Regions from separate parts of the Mus musculus genome. Here region 2 is linked to region 1. A link is a contact called in public Hi-C data. All regions are on one chromosome and are shown on one strand. The core of a region is the stretch at or near the end of the contact, and the rest is flanking DNA. Distances in the headings are between cores, read along the strand shown.

Region 1 (7,903 bases), core at 3,872-6,371:
CAGTGTGTGGCTCGGTGCTAGAGTTCTGGCCTAGCATATACTGAGGTCCCGGAATCTAGCCCTACCCCAAATAAAACTAAATAAAATGCCAAATAAATAAGTAAAACCAAATCCCAGCACTTGGGAGGCCAGAGGCAGTCAGATTTCTGAGTTCAAGGCCAGCCTGGTCTACAAAGTGAGTTCGAGGCCAGCCTGGTCTACAAAGTGAGTTCGAGGCCAGCCAGGGCTATACAGAGTAACCCTGTCTTGAACCCCCCCGCCCCCCCCAAAAGTAAAACCAAAAAACTAACTAACTAACTAACTAAAACTAAATAAAAACAAACAAACAAAAACCCACCCAATTTTGAGAGCTGTATTTTGTCCCCTAAAGAACAGAAGGGTAGAGCAGGACCACTGCCCCCCCCCCCCATTGCTGCTGATCTCTAATGGGTATGTCTGAGTCAGAGACATGTCTGTCTAGGTTCTTGGAACATTATATATTCTAAACATGGATCCCTTCACAGATAGATGCTAAGCTGTGAGGGAACGGAGGCACAGCTCCATGATGCTGCCCTCAACAGCCTGAGTTAACACTCCTAGTCTTTTGTGTCAGGCCAAATTCTAGTTTATGTATTAGTCGGTTGATGATGAACTATAGTAAGTATTTTATCTTATTAAATATATTTTATTTTTCCTTCCATGTCCCCTGGTGATATTTGTTTGTTTGTTTGGTTGGTTTTTCAAGGTAGAGTTTCTCTGCGTAATCTCTACTGTCCTGGGACTCACATTGTAGAGCATATATAAAGTTCTCGAGATCACAGAGGTCCACTTGTCTCTCCCTCTCTACTGCTGGGATCAAAGGCATGGGCCACCACTGCCAGGCTGTGATATTTCAATGTTAGGGCTGGGCTGGAGAGATGGCTCAGTGGTTAAGAGCACTAACTGCTCTTCTAGAGGTCCTGAGTTCAATTCCCAGCAACCACATGGTGGCTCACAACCATCTGTAATGGGATCTGATGTTCTCTTCTAGTGTGTCTGAAGACAGCTACAGTGTACTTATATAAATAAAATAAATCTTAAATGTTAGAGCTGGAGAGGCAGCTCAGTGGTTACAAGCACTTCCTATTCTTGCAAAGGTCCCAGCACCCATATGGTTTAAAACCATGTGTAACTCCAGTTCCGGGGCATCTGATATCTTCTTCTGGCTAAAAAGAAATCTTTTTAAAACATTTTAAATTTATTTTTTATTATTTCTAGTTATGTGTATGTGTCTGTCTGTATGTATGCATATATGAGTGCAGGTACTCACAGCGACCAGAGGAATTGGATCCCCCTGGAGTCATAGGTGCTTAGAGCCATTTGATGTAACTGCTGGGGAATGAACTCCTACCCCCTGGAAGAACAGAATGTGTTCTTAACTGCTGAACTCTCTTTCCTCTTACGCCCCCCCCCCCCCAGTAAATCCTTTTAAAATTACTATCCCAAAGTAAATCAAATTCCTTTTTTTTTTTTTTTTTTTTTTTTTAACTATGCAGTTCTGACTGCCCTGGAACTCACTAGGTAGGCCAGGCTGGCTTTGAACTCACAGAAATCCATTTGCCTCTCTGCATCCAGAGTACAGGGGTTAAAGGTGTGGCACCGTGCCTGGCTCCAAAATGAGTTAACTTTTTTTTTTTTTCAAACCAGGGTTTCTCTGTGTAGCCTTGGCTGTCCTGGAACTCACTCTGTAGATCAGGCTGGCTTCGAACTCACAGCCTCTATCTTCTGAGTGCTGGGATTAAAGGTATATGCCACAACCTCCTGACTAAAATGAATAAATCTTAAACAAGATATTTTAATACAGGTGTAAACACAAGGGTTAAGAGAGAGAGATGCTGGGGCTGGAGAGATGACTCAGTGGTTTAGAGCACTGGCTGCTCTTCCAGAGGTCGTGAGTTCAAATCCCAGCCACCACATGGTGGCTCACAGCCATCTGTAATGAGAGCTGATGCCCTCTTCTGGTGTGTCTGAAGTCAGTGACAGTGTACTCAATGACAGTGTACTCATATTCATGAAATAAATAAATATAAAAAAAAGAGAGAGAGAGATGCTTGCCGGGCATGGTGGTGCACGCCTAAAGTGCTCCCAGCACTCGGGAGGCAGAGGTAGGCGAACTTCTGAGTTCAAGGCCAGCCTGGTCTACAAAGTGAGTTCCAGGACAGCCAGGGCTATACAGAGAAACCCTGTCTCGAAAAACCAAAAAAGAAAAAAAAAAAAGAGAGAGAGAGAGAGATGCTCAGGAAGAAAAGACACACTTGTGATCATGGGTGTGGCCTCAAAGAAAGATGGAAAAGCAAGACATACCTAGTGTAGATCCAGGCTCAAGAGAGTCATAGTTTCTCTTAGTGTTTGTTATAGAGACCATTTTGGTGGCTCTCAAGTTACACGTCAAAAGCTAAGAGCCCCCTTCCCCCCTCCTCTTCCCTCCAATGAGTAATGTAATGTGATGGCTCAGTGCATGGGTTAGGTGGAATCACAGTCTGACAAAGACCACCAAGGGTTGCACGGCCACTCGGTGGGACTCCATTCCTGTCAACTCAGTTTCTGGTGAGATTCTTAGAAAGTTTCAGGTTTGCAGCTGGGAAAGGAGAGAGGTTTTAAGCAGGTAATTGTGCTGGGATTCCGGCTTTTCTGCTGGCCTGGGCTGCAGGGCTCTTAGGTCAACAGCTACCCTGTGCTGCTTCAGAAAGACTACAGTGTTTCTCTCAGTCTGAGTGTCTTTTGTACTCTCTTGCTAGTATCTTTTGACACATAAGTTTTTGTTTGAATAATTGGCTAACTTCTTTCTCTTTTTTGAGGTAAGCTCTTACTAGGCAGCATTGGCTAGCCTGGAACTCAGTATTTAGACCAAAATGACCTCAAACTCAAAGATCTGCCTGCCTTTGCCTCCCAAATACTGGGTTAAAGTGTGTGCTATCATGTCTGGTTGTGATTGGAGGGTTGTTGTTTTGTTTTGTTTCTGAGACAGGGTTTCTCTGTGTAGCTTTGAGTATTCTGGAACTTGATCTGTGAACCAGGCTGGCCTCAAAGTCAGAGATTCACCTGCCTCTGCCTCTGCCTCCCAAATGCTGGATTAAGGGTGTGTCTTAGTCAGAGTTTCTATTCCTGCACAAACATCATGACCAAGAAGCAAGTTGGGGAGGAAAGGGTTTATTCGGCTTACACTTCCATACTGCTGCTTATCACCAAGGAAGTCAGGACTGGAACTCAAGCAGGTCAGGAAGCAGGAGCTGATGCAGAAGCCATGGAGGGATGTTCTTTACTGGCTTGCTTCCCCTGGCTTGCTCAGCCTGCTTTCTTATAGAACCCAACACTACCAGCCCAGAGATGGTCCCACCCACAAGGGGCCTTTCCCCCTTGATCACTAATTGAGAAAACGCCTTACAGCTGGATCTCATGGAGGCATTTCCTCAACTGAAGCTCCTTTCTCTGTGATAACTCCAGCCTGTGTCAAGTTGACACAAAACCAGCCAGTACAGGGTGTGTGCACCGTTGCCACCTAGCTGTGATTGGAGTTTCTTAATGCCACTTCTAGGCCATTTCCAGATCTGTTTGTGCACAGTATAGTTCCATAATCTGCATGTTCTGAGGTACCTGGGAACAGAAGAGGACTCTTGTGGCTCTGGTACATGCTAAGCAAGTACATGCTTGACCACAAACCCTAGGCCCATGGTAGGTTTCTTGTGGGTACTTACTTGGAAAGTACCTGCAGCATGGGTCATGGGGACTTTTATTTATCTATTTCTGCTGTGTAGCCTGTACTGGCCTGAAATTCCTTTATGATCCTCTGCCCACTTTCAAATTGTTACAATTACAGAAGCAAACCACTAGTCCTATGGGGATTTAATTTAAAAAGCACAGAACCAGGAAGCCTGGGAGATTATGTGGCTGGACTTTCTGGCACAGGGAGGCTTACAGAAGATGAACTCTGGAGCCTGGCTGTGGACTTTCCACCTCAGTCAGGAACAGAGCAGATATAAGATCTGCTCTACCCTGAGCCTTACAGGGTCCCTGCCAACTGAATGTCCTGGCCTCCATTCCACAGGACATTCCACAAACAGGAAGTAGAGGCCAATAGATGCTAGGTCTGCCCATATACACACATAGTTGACACAGTAGATTTTGATTAAGATTCTGATTGCTTACAGAGTGGCCCACGGTCTGTGATGGATCCCTATGAGGCTTGCTCCGCTCAGGTCTGTGCCTAGCTGAGGCCATCTCAGATGAGCTAATGCAAGAGTCAGATAAGCAGGTATAAAACTTTAATATCAGTGACATTAACACGTCCTTTGGGTTCCTGGACAAGGGATGAGGGCTGCAGAGGTCAGGCAGCCTACAGGCTGGCTAGGCTGCTTCTGAGTCCTGCTCCCCACCCCTACCCCAGCCAGCCTACCCAGGTTTTGCTCCCAAGACTTGTTTAGTCACTCTAGGCTGATGTTTTGACAAATATTTGACGCTACTAGTGATCATTCCTTCAGTGTTTTTGTTTTTTAATATATAATATATAATTCCTGGAAAAGTTCATTGGTCTTCCACCTTGCCCATTTCATGCTAAATTTAACCGAGGTTCTTGCAGAGGCCTGCAGTCAACCGTGAAGCTACTCATCAGGAGTGGATCTTCACACTCCCTTCCCGACGGTTCTTCCAGGTACCCACAGGGTCTACTTCCCGTCCTGGCACAAGAGAGCTTCCTGGAGGTGGCAGGAGACCAGGCCTTTGTCCCTTACTTGTTGGGGGGGGGGGGAGGGCGGGCGTGGACCTCTGGAGAAGAGCCTCCGGGGCTGGATGACGTGGCTGGTCACCTGGGGATGCCGCCCATTCCTTCCGTATTCCGGGGGACAGGAGGAGGGGCCAAACCCGCAGAGGGGCTTAGGAAATGACTGAGCTTGTGTGGCGGCAGAGTCCGCCCGCACCCCCTTCTTCCCACCCCGAAGAGGCCACACCCACGCAGGTCCGGCCAGACACGCCTCCATAGAAGTCCTGCCCCTGCCAAATCACAGACCAGGCTCGTTCACGCTATCCAGGCCCCGCCTCCTAGGTCCCGTCCACACCGGACCCCCCCCCCCCCCACACACACACACAGGCCACGCCCCTCCTATTTGCTCGTAGGCCCCGCCCATTCCGCGGACGCGGCTGGCTGGCAACCAGCCCAAGAGAGGCGGGGAGGCTTGGGCAGGGGTGCTCCGCTGGGGTCTGGGTTGTGGGCGCCGGCGCCCTCTGAGTCGCGTCACCCCGGCCCGACAATCGAGGGCTCGGAGCGCAGTGTGCTAGGCGGGTGGCGGGAAGGTCATGGCGGAGCCCGCGGCGCGACACCTGTCGCTGCCCTCGGGGCTGCTGGAGTTGTGCGCGCTGCTGGGCGCCTCTCAAGACAGCCTCCGCGGCCTGGAGCAGGTAAGGGGTTAGAGGGGAAACTGAGTTGGGGTGGGGGAGACAGAGAGGTGCCAGCCAGGTTTGAGTGTGGCTGGCTTCAGAGGCTACGCACCGCTGCGGCGCCAAAGCCTCAGGGTCAGGTCCCAGCTGTGAGGGATGAGCACAGCTCATAGGGCAACTGGCGGCTGGCCTTTCCTCCCTCCGGGACCGGCCGGCTTGGACTTGGTGCTTGTGGTGGTACAGACCGGCTTCTGTGCACTGAAGCGTTCCTCCACACTCAGGATGTGGGGCGAGGTGCTGGCCCAGCGGGGATCTGCTGAGTTCACGGGCAACTAGACAAGATCCTCTCCCAGTAGCGACTAAATGGTTCCCTTCACTGCCTAAGTGATGGGTTCTGTACTCCGTGCCGAATAGTGAGGTTTCAGGTGTTAGAGTCAACCACCAGCTTTGAATATTCCACTTTTAGTCGAGCTTGCTGCATAGCCATTTTCTTCACTTGCTGTGCAGTCCCTCCCTTCTCTCCGTCTGTGCCTAGGAACCAAAGATAGATTCAGCTCCCTGTCTCTGGAAAGACAGCAGCGGCGTCTGAACATCTCATACTCCTGATTTCTGCGCTGTGTTTTCTTTCGTTTTTTTATTCTGGAACCCAGGTTGTTTTCTCCCAATCCATTGGTGCTTCAATTTTTCTTTTGAACCCGGCATAATTGGGAACTGCCATTTTCTCAGCGATTTCCCTAGTATCCCGTTAAGTGTCTGGAGAGATCATCTGAGTGTTGCATATCGATGTGATGAGTAGTGGAGACAAAACAAGAAAAGTTAACCGTCAGTAAAAGTAGCCGAATGAGTGTTAAAGCCTAGATAGTTTGGGCTGGTGAGGTGGCTCCCCGGGTAAGAGCACTGACTGCTCTTTCTAAGGTCCTGAGTTCAAATCCCAGCAACCACATGGTGGCTAACAATCATCCATAATGAGATATGTTGCTCTCTTCCGTGTGTCTAAAGACAGCTACAGTGAACTTACATATGATAATAAATAAATCTAAAAAAATTAAAATAAAAAGCCTAGATAGTTTCTTCCCTAAGTGAATGTGACCAGTAAATGGCCCTTGTCCCTATGAAAATGATTTGTCACTTCTCTGATGTCCCTTATAAATGCCAGTGTGTCCTCCATTGTCTTTGTGCCTCTAACTTACCAAACAGCACTGCCTTTTTTTTTTTTTTTTCTTCTTAGAATCGGAAATGGCCTGGTTTCACTGTGGTCTCTCTGGGCATCTGTCCGTGTCTTTGTGCCCTGGGTCTTGCAGTATGGTTCTTGCCTGTTGGGTGTGAGGCATGATTTTTGAGAACCGGCTTAGTCAACTGGGGGATTCAGAGTGGTACTTTCCCGAATTAGGCAGTCGGTGGCACCTCCCAGGTGAGAGGGGGGAGTTTCAGGCTAGTTTGCCTCATTGTGTGCTCTGCTAGGAATTTCAAAGAGAGGGGAGAAAAAAAAAACAGTCCAGGATTAGGGGGGAAAGGAGAGTTAGAGATGGACTAAAACTTTAGAATAATTTCATTTTATGTCAACATCACTGTTAGAGTTAGTCAGATTTTATTCACTTTATTTTTTGTAGTAATTCTCTTTTGAATGTCCAAGGTTTTAAAATTTGTTGTTGTTGTTGTTGTTGTTGTTTTGTTTTTTTGGAGACAGGGTTTTTCTGTATAGCCCTGGCTGTCCTGGAACTCACTTTGTAGACCAGGCTGGCCTCGAACTCAGAAATCCACCTGCTTCTGCCTCCCAGTTGCTGGGAATAAAGGCGTGCGCCAATAAAGGTGGCAATAATTTTTAATTTTACTTTAAAAAAGGCATTTTACTGAGTGTGGTGGCTTGCTCCTGTAGTTCCAATCCTCGAGAGCCTGAGGCAGGAGGACCACTGTGAGTTTGAATGCAGCCGAGGTTATAGAGTGAGTTCTAGATAGGTCAACCTGGGCTACAGAGTGAGATCCTGTCTTCAGAAACAAAGCAAAACAAACAAGCAAGCAAACAAAACTTTATGGTGGCACAAATCTATAATACCTGTACTTGCAAAGTAGAATCGGGAAGGTAAGAAAGGAGCCCAGAGAGCCGGGTGTGGTGGCACACGCCTTTAATCCCAGCACTTGGGAGGCAGAGGCAGGCGGATTTCTGAGTTCGAGGCCAGCCTGGTCTACAGAGTGAGTTCCAGGACAGCCAGGGCTATACAGAGAAACCCTGTCTCAAAAAACCAAAAAAAAAAAAAAAAAAAAAAAAAGAAAGAAAGGAGCCCAGGACGGCCTTGGTGGCAAAGTGATTTCAGAAGCCAGCCTGGGCTACACGAGACCCTGTCTCAAAAAATAGTTACCATTTCTCTGTGGTCTGAATATTCCTATTTGGTGACACATAAAAACAGAAGGCTGGAAGTATGAGAAGAAATAGTCCAGCTTAAGGTCAAGAGATGTAGAGCCCTGTTTATTTCTTAGAAGGTGCCTTATCTCTGTGGTATTTCATAGGTGGGGGTGG
Region 2 (7,903 bases), core at 2,505-5,004, 51 kb before region 1:
CCAGTCAGGGTCTCTCTATGAAGCTCAGACAGGCCTCCAACTGAGAACCACCTGCCTCCAGTTCCCAAGGGCTGAGACTATAGCCGTGCTGCCACTAAGCCCAGCTATTTTGATTTCCATCTTTGAGACATAGTCTCACTGGGTAGTCCAGGCTGGCTCGAACACAGGAGTGGGTCATCACATCCAGCTCAAAGTCATGTTTTTTTGTTTTTTTTTTTTTTTTGGTTTTTTTTTTTTTTTTTGGTCTTGTTTTGTTTTGTTTTTCGAGACAGGGTTTCTCTGTGTAGCCCTGGCTGTCCTGGAACTCACTTTGTAGACCAGGCTGGCCTCGAACTCAGAAATCTGCCTGCCTCTGCCTCCCGAGTGCTGGGATTAAAGGCGTGCGCCACCACGCCCGGCTTGCTATTTTTATAGATACCGTTTCAGGATGGGTAGAAGTCTACCCTACAAAGAAGGCTTCACTTTGACTTTTAAACAGTGGTTTTGAGTCGGGCAGGCAGATTTCTGAGTTCGAGGCCAGCCTGGTCTACAGAGTGAGTTCCAGGACAGCCAGGGCTACACAGAGAAACCCTGTCTCAGAAAAACCAAAAAAAGAAAAAAAACAAAAACTCCTCTGCCCTACCTAGGGGCAGTCAGGTCCTTTCCTTTCTGTATTTCTTTTTTTCATTCACTGACAATCTGAGTTAGAATCCCAGGACAACATGGTGAGAAGAGAACTGGTTCCTGCAAGTTGTCCTCTGACTGCCATATGTGTGCCTGAAGAATGTACCCACACGCATATGCAGATAAAATAAATGTGGTAATTTTTAAAATGTAAATGATACTTGTTCATGCTAAAGAAATCAAAATGCAATGAAAACCCCAAAGGAAGTAGAAACCCAGCCTGAATCCCACCAGTGAGTAAGCTGGGTGTGCTGGTGCATGCTTTCGACTCCAGCACTTAGGAGCAGAATAGAACAGACGGACGTCTGTAAATCTGAGTCCAGTCTGGTCTATGTAGTAAGTTCTAGGCCAGCTAGAATTCCATACTGAGACCCTGTCTAAAAAAGTGGTGGCATTTGCCTTTAATCCCAGCTCTCAGGAGGCAGGTCCCTGGGTTTGAGGCCAGCCTGGTCTACAGAGCAAGTTCCAGAACAGCCAGGGCCGCACAGAGAAACCCTGTCTCAGAAAAAAAAAAAAAAGGAAAGAAAGAAAGGAAGGGAGGAAGGGAAGGAGGGAAGAACGGAGGAAGGAAGGGAGGAAACAGCTTTATTGGGAAACAGGCTGTGTGTTCTGCAAACACATAGAGAAACAGGTGGTGAAAATACCTGGACAAGCCAGAAGAGTCATGAAGTTGGGAAGGGGACATGTTAGGAAAGATGCACGGAGACTCAGAGGAGGGGAATAAGGAGTGGGTATGGTCATGTTTCCTTGTACACACATGAAATTCTCAGGAATAATAAAAAAAAATTGTAATAAAAACCCCAGAAGAAGCCGGGCGTGGTGGCACACACCTTTAATCCCAGCACTCAGGAGGCAGAGGCAGGTGGATTTCTGAGTTCAAGACCAGCCTGGTCTACAGAGTGAGTTCCAGGACAGCCAGGGCTACACAGAGAAACCCTGTCTCAAAAAAAAAAAAAAATCAAAAAACAAAACAAAACAACCAACCAAACAAACAAAACCCAGGGTTTCTCTGTGTAAGAGTCCTGGATATCCTGGACTCACTTTGTAAACCAGGCTGGCCTCGAACTCAGAGATCTGCCTGCCTGATCTCTGAGTGCTGGAATTAAAGGCATTTGCCACCATAGCCGGCACCTTATGTGAGTGTAACAAGGGGGAAAGAAAAGATCAGTAATGGGAAGGCTGGATTACCATAAGATATTTCTTTCTCTCTTTCTTTCTTTCTTTCTTTCTTTCTTTCTTTCTTTCTTTCTTTCTTTCCTTCTTTCTTTCTCTCTCTCTCTTTTTTCTTTCTTTGTTTCTTTCTTTCTTAAAAAAGGTTTGTTTACCTGTTTATTTTTAATTTATGTCTGTGTGAGTTTATGTGTCATTCAGTTGTGAGCTGCCCGTTGTTACTGGGGTCAAAACTCAGAGCCTCTGCAAGAGCAGCAAGTTCTCTTACCTACTGAGTCATTTCTCCAGTCTTAGTACTTCTTCTATATGAAAGTTTCCCCCAAAATATCCTTTTAAGTCCAAGAAAGAAAGCTCGAGACATGGGCAGGATGAAGTCATCAGAACTTTCGTAAGGAGGTGTCCTGGTGTTTGTACACACTGACATCTTGCTGTGAGAGATGAGTCAACCAGTCTTGCTGGCCAGCACTGCCCTAAGGGCCTTGCCCTAGCACTCAGTTCCTCCACTGCAGAAACCCTTGCCAGCTGCCTAAGCTCCCTCCATTTTGCTACTCACCCCACCTGTCTCTCTAGTATGTACAACTATGGAGTAAATAGGGTTCTGGTCCTATTTCTGGGTCCCCTTAGACCCCAGCTTCAATGGAAGCAGTTCAGCTCTTATCTGCTTTACATATTGGATGTTTTTGTAAGGCAAAGAATTCAGCAAGCACTCATTAGTTTGACAACCAGGCTGACCCCCAGGCCCTTCACCTTGAAGAACCACTACTCCAGGCTAGCCCTCAGGCCCTTGATTCTGTGTGAGAACATAGCTTCCCTTTCTGCCTAAGCAGGCTTAGCACATTAGCAGTTGGCCAGGTTCTGGAATTGCAGGGTAATTACCTGGCCCTCTAATTGGCAGCTGATGCAGGCCTTTGGGCATGGAAAGTTCCTGGTGAGCTGGTTCCAAACTGGATAAGGCAGGAAGTGTCAGATGAGTCCATGCAAAAGCCTGGAAGAGAATGACTTTCTCTCAGGTTCTGCCCGTGCTCTGCCTGGTGCCCAGGGCCTCAGTCCCATGAGGGTCATGAACCTTTGTTTCAGAAAAGGAAATTGGGGGAGCCATCTCACAGTGAAGGAGTTGTCTGGCTCCAGTTCCCAGCACTGCCAAAGACATAATAAAAGAGGAACCCAGGACTAGAAGTACGTTTTTGCTGGCCATCCTCACAGCACAGACTCACAGGACAACCTGGCTGGGTCTTGTTGCTCTATCCCAGGCTTCTGGAGGCTACCCCATCAGGAAACACAATAGCCACATTGGAGCTGGTTCAGTGTGAGCTACCTGTGGAGATATTCCCCAAGCACCAGACACCTCCAGTGGCTGTGCCCTCAGAGACAGAGTCTGGAAGTCCTGGAAGGGGATTTAGAAAGAATGCTCCTGGTTGGTGTGGAGACAGAAGGGGGACGGGAGCAGAGGGAGGATTCGGAATCAGAATGGCTTAGTTAGGTTCAAATCTCCGTTCTGCTCCTTATTCCCGAGGCCTCAGGCAGATCATTGCTTTTTAGAATCTTGGTCTCTTCCTCTTGAAATATGTGATCATGTTTAGTACCTCAGGTAGGGTCATCAGCCATTCAATGAGGATCAACCAGTGGGAGAGAAAGCGTGGCACAAGCTGGCCTCCTTCCAACTCCTTTTGATCTCATAGCTCTCGTCTGTGTGCACACAATGCATGTAGGAGTGATGTCTGACTCCACCGGACTCCAACCAGGTCTGCGAGTTGGGATGCGGCTCTTCTGTGGTAAGAGAACACTATAAGAGCAAGGACTCCACTGGAGAAGCAGAGCCCCTCAGAAGGACGGAGGCGAACTTGGCAAAGTGCATGCACACACGCAGAACACAAGATCTGAGCCGAGTCTGACAACTGAGCCAGTTTATGGCTGCTGTCCTGGGCCTCTAGCCAAAACCTAGAGTCTAGGACAGAAGGCCATCCCAGCTGTGGCTCTTACCCCTGCCTGGCCTTTGTCATGCAGATAAAGTACAGGCCCCGCTCAGGAACAGATAAGGGAAAGGTGAGCCCACTATGCTCACACTGCCTTTAAGAGATGCCACCATCAATCTGGCCTCTTCCCCTACCCCTGCCCATCCCCCGGCAGCTTTCCTAGGGATGGCTGCTGGTTCTAAACTACAAACCTACAGGAACTAGGAGACTCCAGGTGCCGGTGCCCTACTTTAGTTCCTGTAACCTCACTCCAGACAGGGTTTCTCTGTATGGGTGTGGCTGTCCTGGAACCTACTCTCTAAATCAGGCTGGCCTTGAACTCACAGAGATGCACCTGCCTCTGCCTCCCAAGCACCGGGATTAAAGGTGTATGCCACCACAGTCTGGCTTCCAATTTATTTTCTGTCTTCAGACAAAACATGCAAACAAAAGGCAACTCATGGAGACAGGGTCCTCCGAGTCTGAATTGTAGGTTATATAGTCTCTCAGAGAGGAGAAACTGCAGTTGCAGCAGCAGCAGCAGGAAGTGTCCTGCCACACCACAGCAAAAAGCAGGGAGAAATTAACCCTGCATGTTTGGTACTCAGCTAGCTTTGTCTACTCTTATATAGCCCAGGGCTACAGAGCAGAAGCTGGTGCCTTGAAAATGTGGTTTGGGACTTTCCACAGTAGTTAAGGCAATCAAGACACCACCCCAACCCCCAAGCCAACCTGACTTTCATAACTGCTCTCTGAGAGTCTCTTTATAGGTGATTCGAGGTTGTATCAAGTTGACAGTTGGAACTAACCTGTAAGGGTGTCTGGAAATTGTTGAAGGAAGACTCAGTATGCAAAGACAAAGAGTGTTTATTCTACAGAAACAACCAGCATGCAGAGGCCAACCATCTTCCAACCATCCTCTAGGCGACCCTAGACAAGACTCACAGGCCTTCTTAAAGTGAATTTTCTAGAAGGACTGGGTAATTTAAAATTTCATTGGTGGGTGCTAGGGTGTCACAGGCGGTCAGTGGTCTGCATTTTTATATCATGAACATTTAATCATAGGGTGAGATAGGGCTGCGCAGCACAGATAGCCCATTCTGAGATAAGATATTTTCCCATTTCTGTGGTTATCCCCAGGCTGTTCTTTGGGAGGGGGTTTTATGACTCATCCCTGGATTTTATGGTCTGTTCCTGGAGCTGGGGCCTCATGGTCTAGTTCCTGGCTGTTCTTAGAGTTGATGCCTTATGGCCTCCTTTTCGAAATCAGGCCCGGTCCTTACATGGAGACAAATGTGATTTATGTAATCCTTTCAACCATCAGGGCTGGAGAGATGGAGAGATCTTTTAGCAGTTAAGAGTGCTTGCTGCTCTCTCAAAGGACCAGAGTTTAGATCCCCACACCCACAATAGGCAGCTCACAAACACCTGTGACTCCAGGTCTACGGCATCTGATGAGTGTGTGTGTGTGTGTGTGTGTGTGTGTGTGTGTGTGTGTGTGTGTGTGTGATGTGTGCATGCGCATGCGAGCTCTCACTCTCTGTTTCTCTCTGTGTGTTTCTCTCTGTCTGTGTCTGTCTCTCTCACTCCCCCCCTCTCTCGTGCACACATTTTATTTTTTTATTTTTTTATTTTCCTGAGACAGGATCTTACTATGCCACCCTGGCTGTCCCAGAACTCTATCAACTCTGGCCTTAAATTCTTAGTGCTAGGACTAAAGGCATTTATCCCCACACTTTTAAAAAACAAAACAACAATAACAAAAGCTAACTATTACTCCAGCCAAGGGACTCCAGGTGGGAGGTGACACTCCACTGGGCAGTACTTCCTTCCTGGAACCTCAGTAGGGGTTGGGGTTCCAGTGGTTCCTATAATTTGCCTTTGGGGGTACTGAGGGTACAGTTGGGGTGCAGAACTAGTGGGCTCAGTGAGCTGTGTGTGCTCTGCACCGATCCTGCCACCACCTCAGACCTTGTAGATCTCTACTTTGTTTCTACCATATTCCTGAACCCTGCTCTCCTTGCCTCTGGCTCCTTCCTCAGCCAGGCACTGTGTCCAGGCTCATAGGACTTGTTCCACCTGGTGGCTGCAATGAGATCCTATCAACTTCCTGTTCTTCTTCTGTGCGTTGCTCCAGCAGGGGCAGCAGATGTCCATGTGGAGACTCTCTGAATCTGTTGGGAACTTTTTTTTTTTTTTTTTTTTTTTGGTTTCTCTGTGTAGCCCTGGCTGTCCTGGAACTCACTCTGTAGACCAGGCTGGCCTCGAACTCAGAAATCCACCTGCCTCTGCCTCCCCAGTGCTGGGATTAAAGGCGTGCGCCACCACGCCTGGCTTGTTGGGAACTTTTTTTTTTTTAAAGATTTATTTATTGTATATGAGTACACTGTCACTGTTTCAGACACACCAGAAGAAGGCATTGGATCCAATTACAGATGGTTGTGAGCCACCATGTGGTTGCTGGGAATTGAACTCAGGACCTCTGGAAGAGCAGTCAGTGCCCTTACCCACTGAGCCATCTCACCAGCTCCTTGTTTTGTTTTTGTTACAAGGTTTTCCTGTGTAGCCTTTGCTGTTCTGGAACTTGCTCTGTAGACTAGAGTGGCCTCAAACTCAAGAGATCCGCCTGCCTTTGCCTCTGTGGGTGCTGGGATTAAAGATGTGCACCAGCATTTACCAACTGAAAGTCATTTTATAGTAAAGACAAATTAGGTTCATTCCCGTTTATGATTAAATCTTTGTTTTTCAAGGATTGGGCTGTTGCCCCACCTGTAACCTTAACTACTAGTGGTTCAGTACTGCCTGTTCCAGGAAACAACAACCATACCTTTGTTTCAGAAGGTTATCATGGCCGGGCGTTGGTGGCGCATGCCTTTAATCCCAGCACTTGGGAGGCAAAGGCAGGAAGATTTCTGAGTTCGAGGCCAGCCTGGTCTACAGAGTGAGTTCCAGGACAGCCAGGGCTATACAGAGAAACCCTGTCTCGAAATCAAAACAACATCAATGAAAAGGTCATTGTCATGACCACCTTGCAGCCACGTCTTTGTCTCAGGAGGTTATTGTGACTAACTTGTCATGCATGTATGTTCTGCTTCTGCAACCTCACCTATTTGTCTGCCAAATCCCCAGTTTGGAAGCTCCCTCCTCCTGAACTATAAAAACCCTTATTTTACCCACGTCCAATTCTGATTTCCTGAACCACGCCTTTAGGGAGAACCCTTGTACACTTTTTTTTTTAAAAGAAGCTTGCTTTAATTGATTTCTTGCTTTAATTAATCTGGCCATGACTTGGGTTGGTGGCCTTTCTCCCATCTATGGGATTAACAAAGCAACGGGTAAATCCAAAACCATTACCCACAGGAAAACCTCACGCCCCTTGCTGCCTCTCCAGGCACTTAGGAGCTGAGGCTCTGCACCCCATCTCCAGCTTCCTTTCTCCCCTGACAGCTCATGTGGCATTTATCCCAAACTCGTGGAGCATGGGTCAACTACCTCAAGGTTGGTCACGATTTTCCTCCTGTCAGAACTCCCTCCCTCCCTCAAGCTATTCTCCTATTCACTCTCCAAGACCCCACCCAAAGGACACACCACCGGGAAGCTCTCCCTGACTGCTCTCCAACCAAATACCTCACTATGCAGGCCACATTTCTCAACGACTCTTTATCTGGTGGGTAAGCCTTGAGCTGGTCTCATTACTTAGCAATTTTGAGTGGATGTTTTCTGAAGGGGGGGGGACATAAAGGAAAAACTTTTCTTCTGGGTTGCCAAGGTCAACCCAAAGTACAGTTCCTCTAAAGTGCAACTTGAGGAACTAATGAGTTTCTTAGACCAGCAAAGTATGGGCAAGGGGTTACTTACAGGAACATGGGTGACCCCCAAATCAGCCACAAAACTAGTCCCATGGCCTCAGTTAAAATCCCACAATTTCTACCCTCTAGCACTTCCTGTGAGGCAGGAGGTCTTGAGCAATCAAGGCAGAATTCCACACCAATGGCTCTGTGTGTGTGTGTGTGTGTGTGTGTGTGTGTGTGTGTGTGTGTGTGTGCAGGACACAAGGATTAACAACAGGTCTGAGATGAATGACTGATATACAGTGACCCTCCTCCTCTTCCAGCGAG

What was found. Hi-C and Micro-C count contacts between places; a contact is called where the count stands out from the background.
Region 2: a Hi-C map of the N1E-115 cell line shows a contact between it and region 1, with 1.6 times the contacts expected there. A contact is called at or near these places in 4 of 484 Hi-C or Micro-C datasets (the N1E-115 cell line, cortical neurons, embryonic stem cells and 1 more), 4 of 130 datasets of targeted methods (the SCID.adh cell line, embryonic forebrain, embryonic stem cells and 1 more) and 3 of 9 other capture datasets (adipose tissue, liver and pancreatic islet).

What each region holds. Positions count from the first base shown.
Region 1 is chr15:73,507,439-73,515,341 of GRCm38.p6, forward strand. Dennd3 (DENN/MADD domain containing 3) reads left to right here and starts at 5,122. Exons shown (of 23, transcript NM_001081066.1): 1 at 5,122-5,409. The coding sequence starts at 5,308.
Region 2 is chr15:73,457,562-73,465,464 of GRCm38.p6, forward strand. No RefSeq gene overlaps it. Among named protein-coding and RNA genes, the nearest start is that of Ptk2, 38 kb to the left of the region's middle.